Regions from separate parts of the Sus scrofa genome. Here regions 2, 3 and 4 are each linked to region 1. A link is a contact called in public Hi-C, HiChIP or PLAC-seq and promoter capture Hi-C data. All regions are on one chromosome and are shown on one strand. The core of a region is the stretch at or near the end of the contact, and the rest is flanking DNA. Distances in the headings are between cores, read along the strand shown. Region 1 holds the start of SPECC1L (cytospin-A). Region 2 holds the start of SNRPD3 (small nuclear ribonucleoprotein D3 polypeptide). Region 3 has its middle 8.5 kb from the start of UPB1. Region 4 overlaps UPB1 (beta-ureidopropionase).

Region 1 (2,815 bases), core at 20-2,519:
CACATGAACAACTTTATGCTGATGAATTTGAAGACACCAACAAACAGACACTTTCCTGCGAAAACTTAGTAAAAATGACACAGGAAGAAACAGAAATTCTATCTAGATATAGAACCATTAAAGAAATGTGCTGGAGTTCCCGTCGTGGCGAATCCGACTAGGAACCATGAGGTTGCGGGGTCGGTCCCTGCCCTTGCTCAGTGGGTTAACGATCCGGCGTTGCCGTGAGCTGTGGTGTAGGTTGCAGACGCGGCTCAGATCCCGCGTGGCTGTGGCTCTGGCGTAGGCCAGTGGCTACAGCTCCAATTCGACACCTAGCCTGGGAATCTCCATATGCCGCAGGAGCGGCCCAAAGAAATAGCAAAGACCAAAAAAAAAAAAAAAAAAGAAATGTGCTTAGTTTAAAATTTGCATCCTGTCTCCTCCAAAATCTCATAACAAACACAACCAAAGAAAAACACAAAGCCTGCATGACTTTATAGGCAAATTCAGCAAACATTAAAAAAACAAAAAATTCTGATCTTATTCAAAATCTTCCAGATAAAGCAGAAAACAGAAGTCTCTTTAACTCATTGTAAATTTATTATGATTTACCCTAAATCAGACATGGTCAGTACAAGAAAGCAAAAGTATAGGCCAATGTCACTTGTGGACATACATGCAAAAATGCTAAATAAAATATTAACAAATAATTCAGCAATATATGAAAAGTACATCAAGACCAAGTTGTCTTTTTCCTAAATTACTGAAATGATATGATAAAAATCTATTAATGTACTTCAAATCATCAAAGGAAAAAAATCCTAAAAGATAATCGTGACCTAACAGAACTTCCTTGATAAAGAACGTTTAGCCTCATGTTTTGGAAGGCCCACTTCTTTATTGCCTGTATGTCTAGCTCATGTGCAGCACCGTTCTTGGCACGCTGTTGTACATGCTGCGTGAAAGGTGGACCTCTGGGCTGAGCTGAGCCTCTGGGATAATGGGGACCTAACGCATCATACAGGTGGGTCCAGCGAAGCCTCAGGAGCGTCCTCCAACCGGAGGGCCCGCTTCAGGCCTGATGCATGCGCACTGATTGCTCGAGCCTTTTTTTTTTTTTTTTTTTTTTGGCTCGCAGCTGAATGGTACGGCGCCTGCGCAATCCAGAAATTGGAGCAACCCAAGCAGAGTGGGCGGTGCTTCAGGGCCTGAGCGGCGAAGGACGTGGGCGTGGTCTGATCGGCACCTGCGCACTCTTCGGCCGCCTTGTGGGACGGGCAAGGGGCGTGCCGAGGGCGGGGGCCGTGAGGGAGGCTGGGCGGGCCTGGTGGACGGCGCGGCTGGGTTGGCTGCTTCCCTGAGGCCGGACTCAACGGATTCCGGCCGCGCCACCGGGCGACCTCGCCGCCCGGCCCCATCCCGGAGCCAGAGAGCGAGCGAGGCGGCGCCGCGCGGTAAGAGTCGGGGCCGAGCTCCCCCACAGTGTGCGCGGCCGGCGCGTTCCTCTCCTCAGCGCCGCCCGCGCGGCCAGGCCCCGGCGGCCCCGCAGACCCCGGCGGCCCGCGCCTGCGCGGTCCCCTCGCGGGCCCCCAGCCCGGCGCTCGCCTGCGCCTGCGCTTACCTCGCTAGCCCCCAGGCCTCGCGGGACCCCGGGCCTTCCGCGCCCCGACCCCCGTCCGCCCGCGACTCGGCTGCTTGGGACTCAGCTGGTTCTGCGCCTTTGCCCGCCGGTCCTCTCCCTCGCGGCCGGGAGAGGCCCGGGCCGCCGGCCCGTAGCCCCTGGCCCCTTAGACTCTGGTCCCTTCTTCTCTGGTTCTCTGGCCCCGGGCCCGAGGACGCGGCGGGCGGCGGACCCGGGCCTCCTGCGGGCTCCGCTTCCCCCATCCGCCGTGCTCCCAACCCGCGCCCCGCTCCGCGGGCCGGTCAGCAGGAGCAGGCGTAGTGTCCCTTTTTCCCGAGACCTGGTTAATTGAATCAGGTTGGCTGTGTGAATAACCTTGTGTTGTGCCGCGGAAATTTTGCATTTCCCGCAGTTTGGTCATTGTGTGGCTTCAGTGGTTACGTTTAAGACATCAGAGTTCGTTGGAGGGCAGCTCCGCTGGAGATGACTGGAAAAGAAATCAGTTTCTGCATAGTTTCGGCCTGCTTTCACGACCAAGTAAGAATTCCTGTGATCATTCAAATGCAGAGAATCTTGATTTGTTGATGCCCTTGGTAATTCGCCGGCAAGTAGGCGAGGACCCAGGGAAAATTCCCATAAATTCTCTTGTCCTGTATCGATTACAGAGAAAACGTGTGTGTTGTTAAAAGGGGGGGGGGAAATCTCCAGCCATTGAGATGTTTTGTAAGTTTGCAACAGATACACGAAACTAAAAAATGTTGTGCAGAACCCTATAGCGTTTGTTATCACCCTGCGGGCCGAATATTGAGATGAAATCAGAGTGTTGGGCTCGGTAGATATCAGCAGACATCACCATTATACGGGCAGGTTATCAAATAGCCAAATCGATGCAGAAGGGTATATGGAGTAAGAAGAAATAGGGTATTGACCTGGATAGGATTTTTTCCATAAAGAGATGGCTGACCCAATCATCTTTTCTCTTTAAGTCTCCCTTTCTTCTTTGATTTAGTGTTCTCCAAGCAGAGTCTTTAAAGACTCAGCAACTTGATGGCTGGAAAATGCTTCTTAGTTGCCTGTGCATACTCTAGATATAAAGGGATTTTCGTGATTTTTCAGGAAGAAAATGAATGTCGTGCTATAGAAAAGCTTTATCACTGTGCATCATGGCAACAGTCCAGATATGCGAGTCCCTAGTTCAGTATCACATTGTAT
Region 2 (3,085 bases), core at 474-2,973, 250 kb after region 1:
ATTGATGCCTGTGGAGCCAAGAGGCTGAGAGCTAGGGTCTGCCTGGAAGGTGCTGGCCTGGCTTCAGTTGGCAGCTGTTGCCAAGGAAGGAAGGTGGCTCACAGGCCCTGAATACTTAATCACTCTCAACCTCAGTCTGCTCATTTCCCAAAGTGCAAATAACAATGGTAACTGACTTCAGGAAGTCGTTATGAGGATTAATGAGAGTCTGAATGTGAACAATTTAGCAGAGTATCTGCCCATAGAAAGCTCACTGTAAATATGAGTCATTACTTCCCTGAGTGAGGCTCAGAACATGCAAGTGTCTGGTCCAAGATCACAGAATTAGATAATTAGAGGATTAGGGAGGCCAATCCCCGGGTAACTCCAGACCCTACTCCTTGCTGCAGTCACAGTCAGTATCCTGCTGATTCCTTAGGGTCAGGCTCCCACATGCTCTTGACTTCTCCCAGGAGCTGGGACCTCACTTTAGAGTTTACCAGCACTTCCTTTCTCACCAACCCTGTGCCTTAACCAGAGCAGGAATTACTGCTCTCTCCCTCCCCAATTTAGCAAAGCAAACCGAGGTTCACACACAACCTGAGTTTTGGTTTCTGCCTGCAAGGGAACACAGGCCACCTGGGACATAAGGAACTAGAGTGAAGAACTCTAGCAAGACAAAACACTGAGTCTGGGAGGCCGGGGGGGGGGGCCTCCCCCATTGCTCTATGCTCCCTGCCAGTTCCCTGCCCTTCTAGGCCTCAGTTCCCCGAGGGGACAGGATCTCTCACGGCAGCTTCAGCAGGACTTTTCGCTTCTGGGGAAGCTGCCGCCCCAGCCTCTCAACCAGGACCCTCCCACCAAGACCGCCATCAGAGCTGCCTGGGGTTCCAGCCCTGGGAGTATCAGGAAACCCCAGCAGACCGCGGTTGGCGCTGCGGGAGCCAAGGCGGGGTGTACACCTGGCCAGACTTCACTCAAAGCTCTACAGCCTAGGACATGGCGGCCGTCGGTCCAAGGTCACGCGGCCGGACCCTGACCGCTGCTAGGGTGGGCCCCCCTGTTCCCCTGGATGAGGGCTAAGCCCTCAGGGAGCACTGACCGGGCTCGAGCGGCGGCCCCGATGCCTCCCCCTCCGTCCTCATGACGTGGGCGGCGCGGGGCTCCCATGGCCCCGGCCCGGCGCCGGCTGCAGCTTCGGCCTCGTCTGGGGCGGGAGCGGGGCCGCTAGTCCCCGGGTTCCTGGGCCGCCACCGCCACTGCCAGCACGGTGGGGAGAAGGGGAGGCGGCAGCTGGGCCGCCCCAAGCCCCGCCCCGGCCCTTCCAGGCCTTGGCCCGCCCCGTCCGCCCTGGGCCCCGCCCCGGCCCGCCCCCGCCTCCTCTGGCCCTCAAGCCCTCAGGCTCCCAGGCTCCTGTCTCCGCTGGTCCCGGCCGCTCAAAGTGTCAGCTCCCAGGGTTGCCGCCCCGACCTCCGAGGCCTGGCGCGGACGCGCAGCCCTTCCCGCCCCGCTCCCCGGAAGCCCCGCCCAGGCCCGGGAGTTCCACGAACGCGGGCTCCCCAGAGCCCCCGGCAAGCTCCGCCTCTGCCAGGTCCTACTCCTCCGCCAGCCTCGGGGCCGGGAGACCCAGCCCCACCTCGACTCTCTTTGGAGGGACGGCCGAGGGCCGGCACCCGCTCTGCTCCTGTCTCCCTCTCCGCTCAGGGGTCCCTTTACCTGGCACTGCCGGGTTCCGAAGGTTAAATTGTGAGGGGAGGTCCTGGCCCTCGGCCCCACCGCTGCCTCCCCCGATCCCCGCCTCGCCGTCCAGCCCGTCGCCGGTGTGAGGTGTTTGGAAAAGCGAGTCCCTCTCTGCCCTTGCCGGCCCGAGGGTCGGTGTTTCCGGCGGCACCTGGGTCCAGTCATCAGTCTTCCGGGGCCGGAACTCTTGAACCACAGACCGAGTTTCCCAGCCGGTGGGGTGAGGTGGAAGCGAGGACGAGACCGCGCTCACCACTGGGAAAAGGAAGAGGGCGGGCCCTGCGCGAGGCATTTTGGGAACGCGTGGTATTCTGGGAGCGCGGGACCCGCCATTCGCTTGTCTCACGCTTCGCAGTCGGCAGAGTCGCGGCCGCACCGGGAAGGAGGAGGAGACCTCAGGCGGTGAGGGGAGGCTGGGGGCGGGCGTGGGGAGGCCGAGGCACTCGGAGGAGTAGAGGGTTGGAGAAGGACGCGCTGCCGAGGAGCTCCGCGGGGCTCGCCGAGGGACAGGAGCGGGAAGCCGGGCCACCAGACAGTGTCGCCTCACTAGCGCTTGGAAGTGAGGTCGTTAGCTTTTCCTTCAGTTTCCATACCTCCCCAGGCCAGTGTTTTTCGAAGCATCCAGGCAATGGTCTTGAGGTCGTTTCTGGCTAGTTGCTTCCTTCCCAAGTCCTTTGCTTCCCTGCCTCCATCCGCCCCCTCATGCTTTCTACACCGTTACACAAGCTTCTTTCAAGTTTCCCTGCATCTAAGCTGTGTTCGAACCATTTTGTAAGTGCTGCTGCCTTTCCCAGGGATAATTCCTTCCCTATAGTCCTGCCGTGGTTCTCCCATTGCGTTCAGCATAAAATCTACACTTCTGAGGCTTCTCACGAAGGGCGCCTGTCTCTTTCACTGCTCTTCCTTTTTCTCTTTATGCAGGAGATGTATTCCACCTTTCAGCTGACCATTTTGGAATTTAAAAACCGACAGCTTTCCTCTTTTAAGGTCAAGTCAGGCTTGCCTTGATTCCCTTTTTTCTCCAAGATAAGCATTTCCTGTGTGTAGCACATTATCACTTTGTGAATACTTTGATATTTTCTCTTTAACTTTGATGGTGAAGTAAATGGAGAGTCAAAGAGCACTTACTGGGTTGAATTAAATGCATGGACTCTTCTTGATTTTAATTTTCGTTCTTTTTTTTTTTTTTTTTTTTTTGCCACCCTGAGGTATATGGCGTTCCCTGGCCACGGATCAGATCCAAGCCATGGTTTCCACCTTCCTCGAAGCTGCAGCAACCCACTATGGTGGGCCAAGGATCGAACCAGTGTCCCAGGGCTCCAGAAATGCCTCAGACCACATTGCGCCACAGCTGGAGCTCCTTATT
Region 3 (2,983 bases), core at 268-2,767, 190 kb after region 1:
CAAGCCGCATCTGCGACCTACACCACAGCTCACGGCAACGCCGGATTGTTAACCCACTGAGCAAGGGCAGGGACCGAACCCGCAACCTCATGGTTCCTAGTCGGATTCGTTAACCACTGCGCCATGACGGGAACTCCAACTTGTCGTAGATTTTGAATAAGGCTACCTTACAGAAACATAGAACATTAGAAACAGAAATGTCTTTAAATCATCAGGCCTGACTGCACTGTGTACAGTGTATGGTTTAGGTATGTGACCATCCAGATGGATAGGCAGACTGTGTGCTTCTCTTCAGGTAACGTGATCTCCTGAAGGCCTTGCGTACTTGCTGTCACAGCTTTGCTCCTGCACCCCCTGACTGGATACGGTGTTAGTGATCCTCCTTTTACATTCTACCCTTTCACCACTGGAACATACACATTTATATACAGCAGATGATTATACTCTCCTAAACCCACTTGGAAGCCTGCAGGCCTGAATTATTGAAGAGAAAAACATTTCCACTTGTCCTGCCAAACGCGTTGATCAATGCTCACTTAAGTGATGTAATCATCCCCTGGTTTTGTAAGGGCTGCACTCTCTCCAGGTGACTAAGCAGTCTGCAATCTTCCTTCCTTTAATTGGATAATTTTCAGGCTTGTCTTACCCTTCCGGTTTTTACAACTTCATGCAATCATTTTCTCCTGGGACTACAGTAGAAGACTGCGCGGCCAGAATCTTTCCTTAACATGTGTCTCTAGAACTCGGCCATCTTCCTACCCCGGGCACTGTGCGATCCTTCATCCACCCTGGCGTCCCAGACACACTGGTTACTCTGCAACGGCCCCATTTTCTGGTTGCAGTCTTGCTTTTCCTCCTCTTTGGAGTGACCTTCCTTTGTCCTCTCACATCCTTCTGGCTCAAATGCTTGTTCTCACGCCTCTGTCTCCCCCCCACCCCCGAAGCACTTTTGGAAATATTATCACCTAAAACTGTAAACGCAACTACTGTTTATTAAGCATGGACCACGTGCTGTGTCTGGAGCCTCACGTCTGTAATACAAACTACCCAGCTTTCCCTCCTGCTCTCTCTCAACACATCTTCCTTTAAAACCCACCAAGGAGTCCCTGGTGGTCTAGCGGTTAGGATTCAGCACTTTCACCACTGCAGCCAGGGTTCAATCCCTGGTCTGGAAACTAAGATCCCATATCAAGCTGCTGCTCACCACAACCGAAAAACACACACACACACACACACCAAAACACAAAACAAAACCAACCAAATCACCACACTATGAATATGACAACTGCTACTAATAAAATCTTCCCACTGCCTGGTTCTTCAGTGAGCACTTTCTTCCTGACCTTCACTTCTTCAGACATCAAACTATCTTGTGTTGCTCTATGGTCTGTTTGTTGTTCTCCAGATTTGGGACGCCTAAGGTTTTTTTGGTTCATGTTAAAGCAATATGTGCAAATCACGGACTGTCTGGTTCAACAACCCATCCAATCCCTGACTAACTTTCTTCTACAACACTCCCACCAAGTGGTCATCTGGACCGCACTTGAACACTCAGAGAGGCTGAGAACTCACTGCCTGCAGAGGCCCTTTGAATCAACTGTTGGAAATAACTGGAGCTGAAACACACCTCCCTGAGTTTCTATCCCTTGACCCCAGCACCTCTCCTTAGGGCCATAGAAAATATGAACTTATTTTCTATGTTCTTTGTGGAACATAGAACATTTCTATGTTTCTCCATAGAACAAATATAGACCTCTCATACATGGCCCCCTTCAGATACCGAATAAAGTGACAAGAGTCTTTCTGAGTTTGTTTGCTTTGCAGGATAAACGTTCCCCGTGCCTGCAACTATTTGTTGCTGTTAATGTTCTCACCAACATCATGGCTTTCTTTGCTGGCTCTATTCAAGATGATCCATGTTCCTCATAACCAGCCCAGGGCTAGACAGACTACAGGTGTGTTCTGGACACCATTCCTCCTTTAATTCAACCTCAGACTATATCAACTCATTTGCAGCTCTAAGACACCGCTGACTCCCACTGAGCGTATAAACAACAGAATACTGCCCCAATGCCACAGGTACTGCTACTAAGCCCACTGCATATCTATGCAAGTGTTTTATGGAGAGCCGTAGAGAGGCAGGTTCATTCACCACATTGAAACGTCATGAAATCTGAGTCCCCAAACCCTGCCAGGGACTCTGCATTCCTAATGACACACAAGCCTGTGTTTAGTCTGCCAGCCAAACCATCAGACAAACCAGTGATGGGGCATGGGCCAGATTTCAGCTGAGGCTAGGCGGCTTAGATTTATTTCATGGTTTCCCTCAGAACACTGCCTTCTTCAAAATTACTTGTCTTTCCAACGTATGCTATTTGTTCCCAGAAGAATTGGCAGATATAGCATAAATGATTCCCTGCAGAGGCCTTATCACCACTGAAAAAATACCCCAAAGGTAAACACCCAGTACATTAAGGGTGAACTTATGATTTTCCATGGGAATGTTATATGTAAACACTTTTTCCTTAATTAAAAATATCTTCTAGACACAGGGAACTATAGCCAGTCTCCTGGGATAGATCATGATAGAAAATAACACAAGAAAGGGAAAGTACATATATGTATGCCTGAGTTACTTTCTTTGCTGTACAGTAGAAATTGGCACAACATTGTATATTACTACTTTTTTTTTTTTTTTTTTTTGCTTTTTAGGGCCGCCCTGTGGCATATGGAAGTTCCCAGGCTAGAGGTCAAATCAGATCTGTAGCTCTGCCTGCCTGCGCCATGGCCATAGCAATGCCAGATCCAAGCTATGCCTTCGATCTACGCCATGGCCATAGCAACGTAGGTCTGCAACCTACACCATAGCTCATGGCAAAGCCAGATCCTTAACCCACTGAGCAAGGCCAGGGATCAAATCCACATCCTCATGGATATTAGCTGGGTTTGTTACTGCTGAGCCACAACCCACAACGGGAACTCC
Region 4 (2,949 bases), core at 125-2,624, 220 kb after region 1:
GTGGTTAACGAATCTGACTAGGAACCATAGGGTTGTGGGTTCAATCCCTGGCCTCGCTCAGTGGGTTAAGGATCTGGCGTCTCAGTGAGCTATGGTGTAGGTCGCAGTCGCAGCTTGGATCCCGAGTTGCTGTGGCTGTGGAGAAGGCCAGAGATTACAACTCCATTCAACCCCTAGCCTGGGAATCTCCATATGCCGAGTGTGTGGCCCTAGGAAAAAAAAAAAAAAAACAAAACAGCCAAACCCACATCCTCATCGATAATAGTTGGGTTCTTAACCTGCTGAGCCACAACAAGAACTCCAGACTTTCGGACTGTATTCTGTCCTTGGTAGGTGCTGGACCAAGGAGGCCTGCAGCTCAGCTCTGCCTTATGGATGACTCCTCCCTGGGCCAGTGGGAGAATCTGGGGGTTCAGGAGAGGGAAAGAGGGGATGCTGGGAAATGGGGGCTAGAGAAGGGGAGGTGATGTCTGTGCAGTGGCTACCCTGCTCTCAGCCTGAATCCTTTCCAGGTTCACTCTGTTTCAACGTGAAATCTCCCCCTGTAGAGACCGCTTTGCGAGGCAGCACAGCAGGGCAGGGATTGGGGCGGGCTGTGAGAGCCTCTCAGGGCTGGGCTCCAGCCCCCAACCCCCTCTGACATTTACCAGGTGAGGCTTGGCCCAGCCTGGAAGGTGGGTTGCAGAAGCATCATCCGCCTGGTCCTATAGTCCTCACAACCTCCTTTTGAGGACGTTTCAGAGAAGGAGACTGAGTCAGGGTGGGGCCCTGACCCAAAGCCGCTTCTGCAGCTGACCTTCTCCAAAAGGCTGCTTTGGCGGAGTTCCCATCGTGGCTCAGTGGTTAACGCATCCAACTGGGAACCATGAGGTTGCAGGTTCGATCCCTGGCCTTGCTCAGTGGGTTAAGGATCCGGCATTGCTGTGAGCTGTGGTGTGGGTTGCAGACGAGGCTTGGATCCCGCGTTGCTGTGGCTCTGGCATAGGCCAGCAGCTACAGCTTCAATTAGACCCCTAGCCTGGGAACTTCCACATGCCTTGGGAGCGGCCCTAGAAATGGCAAAAAAAAAGGGGGGGGGCTGCTTTGGCTTGACCATGGGAAAAACTGGCCAGTCTGTGGGTCCTCCTGGCCATCCCCACCACAGGCCTGGAGGCTGCCAACCAAGTCTGGCTAGGAAGTCAGCAACCTGCTTCCTCCCCTCCTCTCTCACAGTGAGTCCCTGTGGCCAATCGAGGCCAGAAATGCAGCCATTGCCAATCACTGCTTCACCTGCGCCATCAACCGTGTGGGTGAGGTGAGTCCCTGAGGCCTGCCCGCCTCCCCAGACCTCCTGCAGGGGAGGGAACAGAGTGATAAGCTGCTGCGAAACCCCTGCTGGTGGGGGCCCAGCCTCTTCACACTGGCAAAAGCCGCAAGGGAAAGAACTGCTATTGCTGTGGAGCTGCTGGGGCACCGGATGTCACACCTCCTCTTCCCCTCCCCCTGCCCCTATGCCCCACCTCCCAGGATCCCCAGAAGGGGACAAACAGGCTTGGCCTATCACTTTGAAAGGTATCCCTGTCCTTCCCCTGTTTCAGTCTGTTCTTGTTTTCAGCTGAAACCTCTTTGAAAGGCTCTCCCCCTCTCCTCCCCATTCCCAAGCTCCCAGGTTCTTCTTTCCCCTCCCGTTGACCTCAGGCATCAAATGATTCTGACTATAAACACCATGTATTTATTACATAACAGTCCTCTTCCTCATTCTTGCTAATCAGATGTCAGACTCTAATCAGAGCATCTGAACAGTCTGAGATAACCAGGGTTTCCATCCTGAGTAGGTCTAATTTCTGGCAGGGTAAAGAAACTTGGAGTTTTTATCGGGCTGCATAATCCCAGCCCAGCTGGACACACAGTTTCTATTAGGCTTCAGGAAGCTATTGAAAGCTCTGTGCGGACACCTTCTTGCTGCCTTCACAGACTCCAGGCTGGGCTCTATGACCCCTGCAGATGGATCTCAGCCGCCCTGTGCACCCCTGAGAAGCCCTCTCTGCTCTTCTCTCTGCTCTCTTTGCTCCCAGCAGGTCATCATTTCCTGGGTCTCCCCTGGCCGCCCATTGTCCCTAGGCTGGGCTTCAGCAGGGCCTTGGACATGTCCTGTTGACTGCCCAGTGCAGGCCCGTCCTCGGCTATTTCCCAACTCCCGTGCCCCAGCCTGTGGTCCATGGACGTCACAGTGGTGCCCCCTATAGGGGTAATTATCTTGGTTTTATTTGCCAGGAGCGCTTCCCCAATGAGTTCACCTCTGGAGATGGGAAGAAAGGTATGTTCCCGGACTTTCCCTGGGGCTGCATTTGAGGAGTGGGCCCCTGCCTCCTCAGGGGCGGGTCTGCCCAACACACCCTGTCTGCACAGCTGTGCTGGTGTCCACCTCATTCCCCACGCGAGGGTGAAGTAGTGATTGTATCAGCCTCCACCCCTCCCCGGGACTGGGGGGAGGTGCGTTGAGGTTGGGGAGTCCATTGTGAGTGCCCCGAGATGGGGGATGGCGTTATCCTTCCTACAGACCCTGCTTCCCCTTGCTTCTTCCTCGTCAACACCCCTCACCCCAAGGCTGTGTGGATGCCCCAGAACCCAGCACAGTTGCCTTGGGTTCTTAGAATCCATAGATTGTTTTGATCTGAGGGCAGGTCCCACCTCACCTCTGTTAGGAAACAGCAGGGAACTCCTTTAACCCCCTCTGGCCTGGAATGTGGAAGAGGACCACCCCCCTCACCAAGGAGATGTCTGAATTAGCTCTCAGTGTCCCCTGAAGCAGAGGGGGCAGAGAGGGTCTGTCTCCCAGGAAATGACTTCCTGAAAGGGTTCCAGAATCCCCCGCCCCCGCCCCCCCCCCCCCCCCGTACCTTGAGGCCCAAGAGGTCTCCAACCTACTTAGCTCCCTTCAGTGAAGCGAGCCTGCTGGCACCTGCTGTG

The links. Promoter capture Hi-C pulls out the DNA fragments that hold promoters and counts their contacts. A called contact is a pair of places that touch in the nucleus more often than the background predicts. HiChIP or PLAC-seq counts read pairs in DNA pulled down with a chosen protein or histone mark.
Region 2: an H3K27ac HiChIP or PLAC-seq map of alveolar macrophages shows a contact between it and region 1. The contact joins the promoter of SNRPD3 here to the promoter of SPECC1L in region 1. A contact is called at or near these places in 1 of 5 promoter capture datasets (liver) and 1 of 2 datasets of contacts at active chromatin or transcription factors (alveolar macrophages).
Region 3: a Hi-C map of liver shows a contact between it and region 1, with 2.0 times the contacts expected there. The contact joins the enhancer-like site here to the promoter of SPECC1L in region 1. A contact is called at or near these places in 2 of 5 promoter capture datasets (fetal skeletal muscle and skeletal muscle), 5 of 47 Hi-C or Micro-C datasets (embryonic fibroblasts, fetal heart ventricle, heart right ventricle and 2 more) and 2 of 2 datasets of contacts at active chromatin or transcription factors (alveolar macrophages and skeletal muscle).
Region 4: a promoter capture Hi-C map of liver shows a contact between it and region 1, with 2.1 times the contacts expected there. The contact joins the enhancer-like site here to the promoter of SPECC1L in region 1. A contact is called at or near these places in 1 of 5 promoter capture datasets (liver), 12 of 47 Hi-C or Micro-C datasets (alveolar macrophages, blood, embryonic fibroblasts and 8 more) and 2 of 2 datasets of contacts at active chromatin or transcription factors (alveolar macrophages and skeletal muscle).

The regions. Positions count from the first base shown.
Region 1 is chr14:49,331,668-49,334,482 of Sscrofa11.1, forward strand. SPECC1L (cytospin-A) reads left to right here and starts at 1,270. Exons shown (of 16, transcript XM_021073804.1): 1 at 1,270-1,436.
Region 2 is chr14:49,583,764-49,586,848 of Sscrofa11.1, forward strand. It overlaps SNRPD3 (small nuclear ribonucleoprotein D3 polypeptide), which reads left to right and starts at 1,724. Exons shown (of 4, transcript NM_001243426.1): 1 at 1,724-2,121. GUCD1 (guanylyl cyclase domain containing 1) reads right to left here and starts at 1,237. Exons shown (of 6, transcript NM_001243502.1): 1 at 1,082-1,237. The coding sequence starts at 1,124.
Region 3 is chr14:49,523,209-49,526,191 of Sscrofa11.1, forward strand. No RefSeq gene overlaps it. Among named protein-coding and RNA genes, the nearest start is that of UPB1, 8.5 kb to the right of the region's middle. Within about 2 kb of position 1,518, at least 7 of the 83 cell types and tissues checked have an H3K27ac peak or open chromatin away from gene starts, as enhancers often do. A contact at or near this core is called in alveolar macrophages and liver, where this site is marked.
Region 4 is chr14:49,555,982-49,558,930 of Sscrofa11.1, forward strand. It overlaps UPB1 (beta-ureidopropionase), which reads left to right. Exons shown (of 10, transcript XM_001929254.6): 7 at 1,213-1,294; 8 at 2,254-2,296. Among named protein-coding and RNA genes, the nearest start is that of UPB1, 24 kb to the left of the region's middle. Within about 2 kb of position 1,375, at least 12 of the 83 cell types and tissues checked have an H3K27ac peak or open chromatin away from gene starts, as enhancers often do. A contact at or near this core is called in alveolar macrophages, liver and omental adipose tissue, where this site is marked.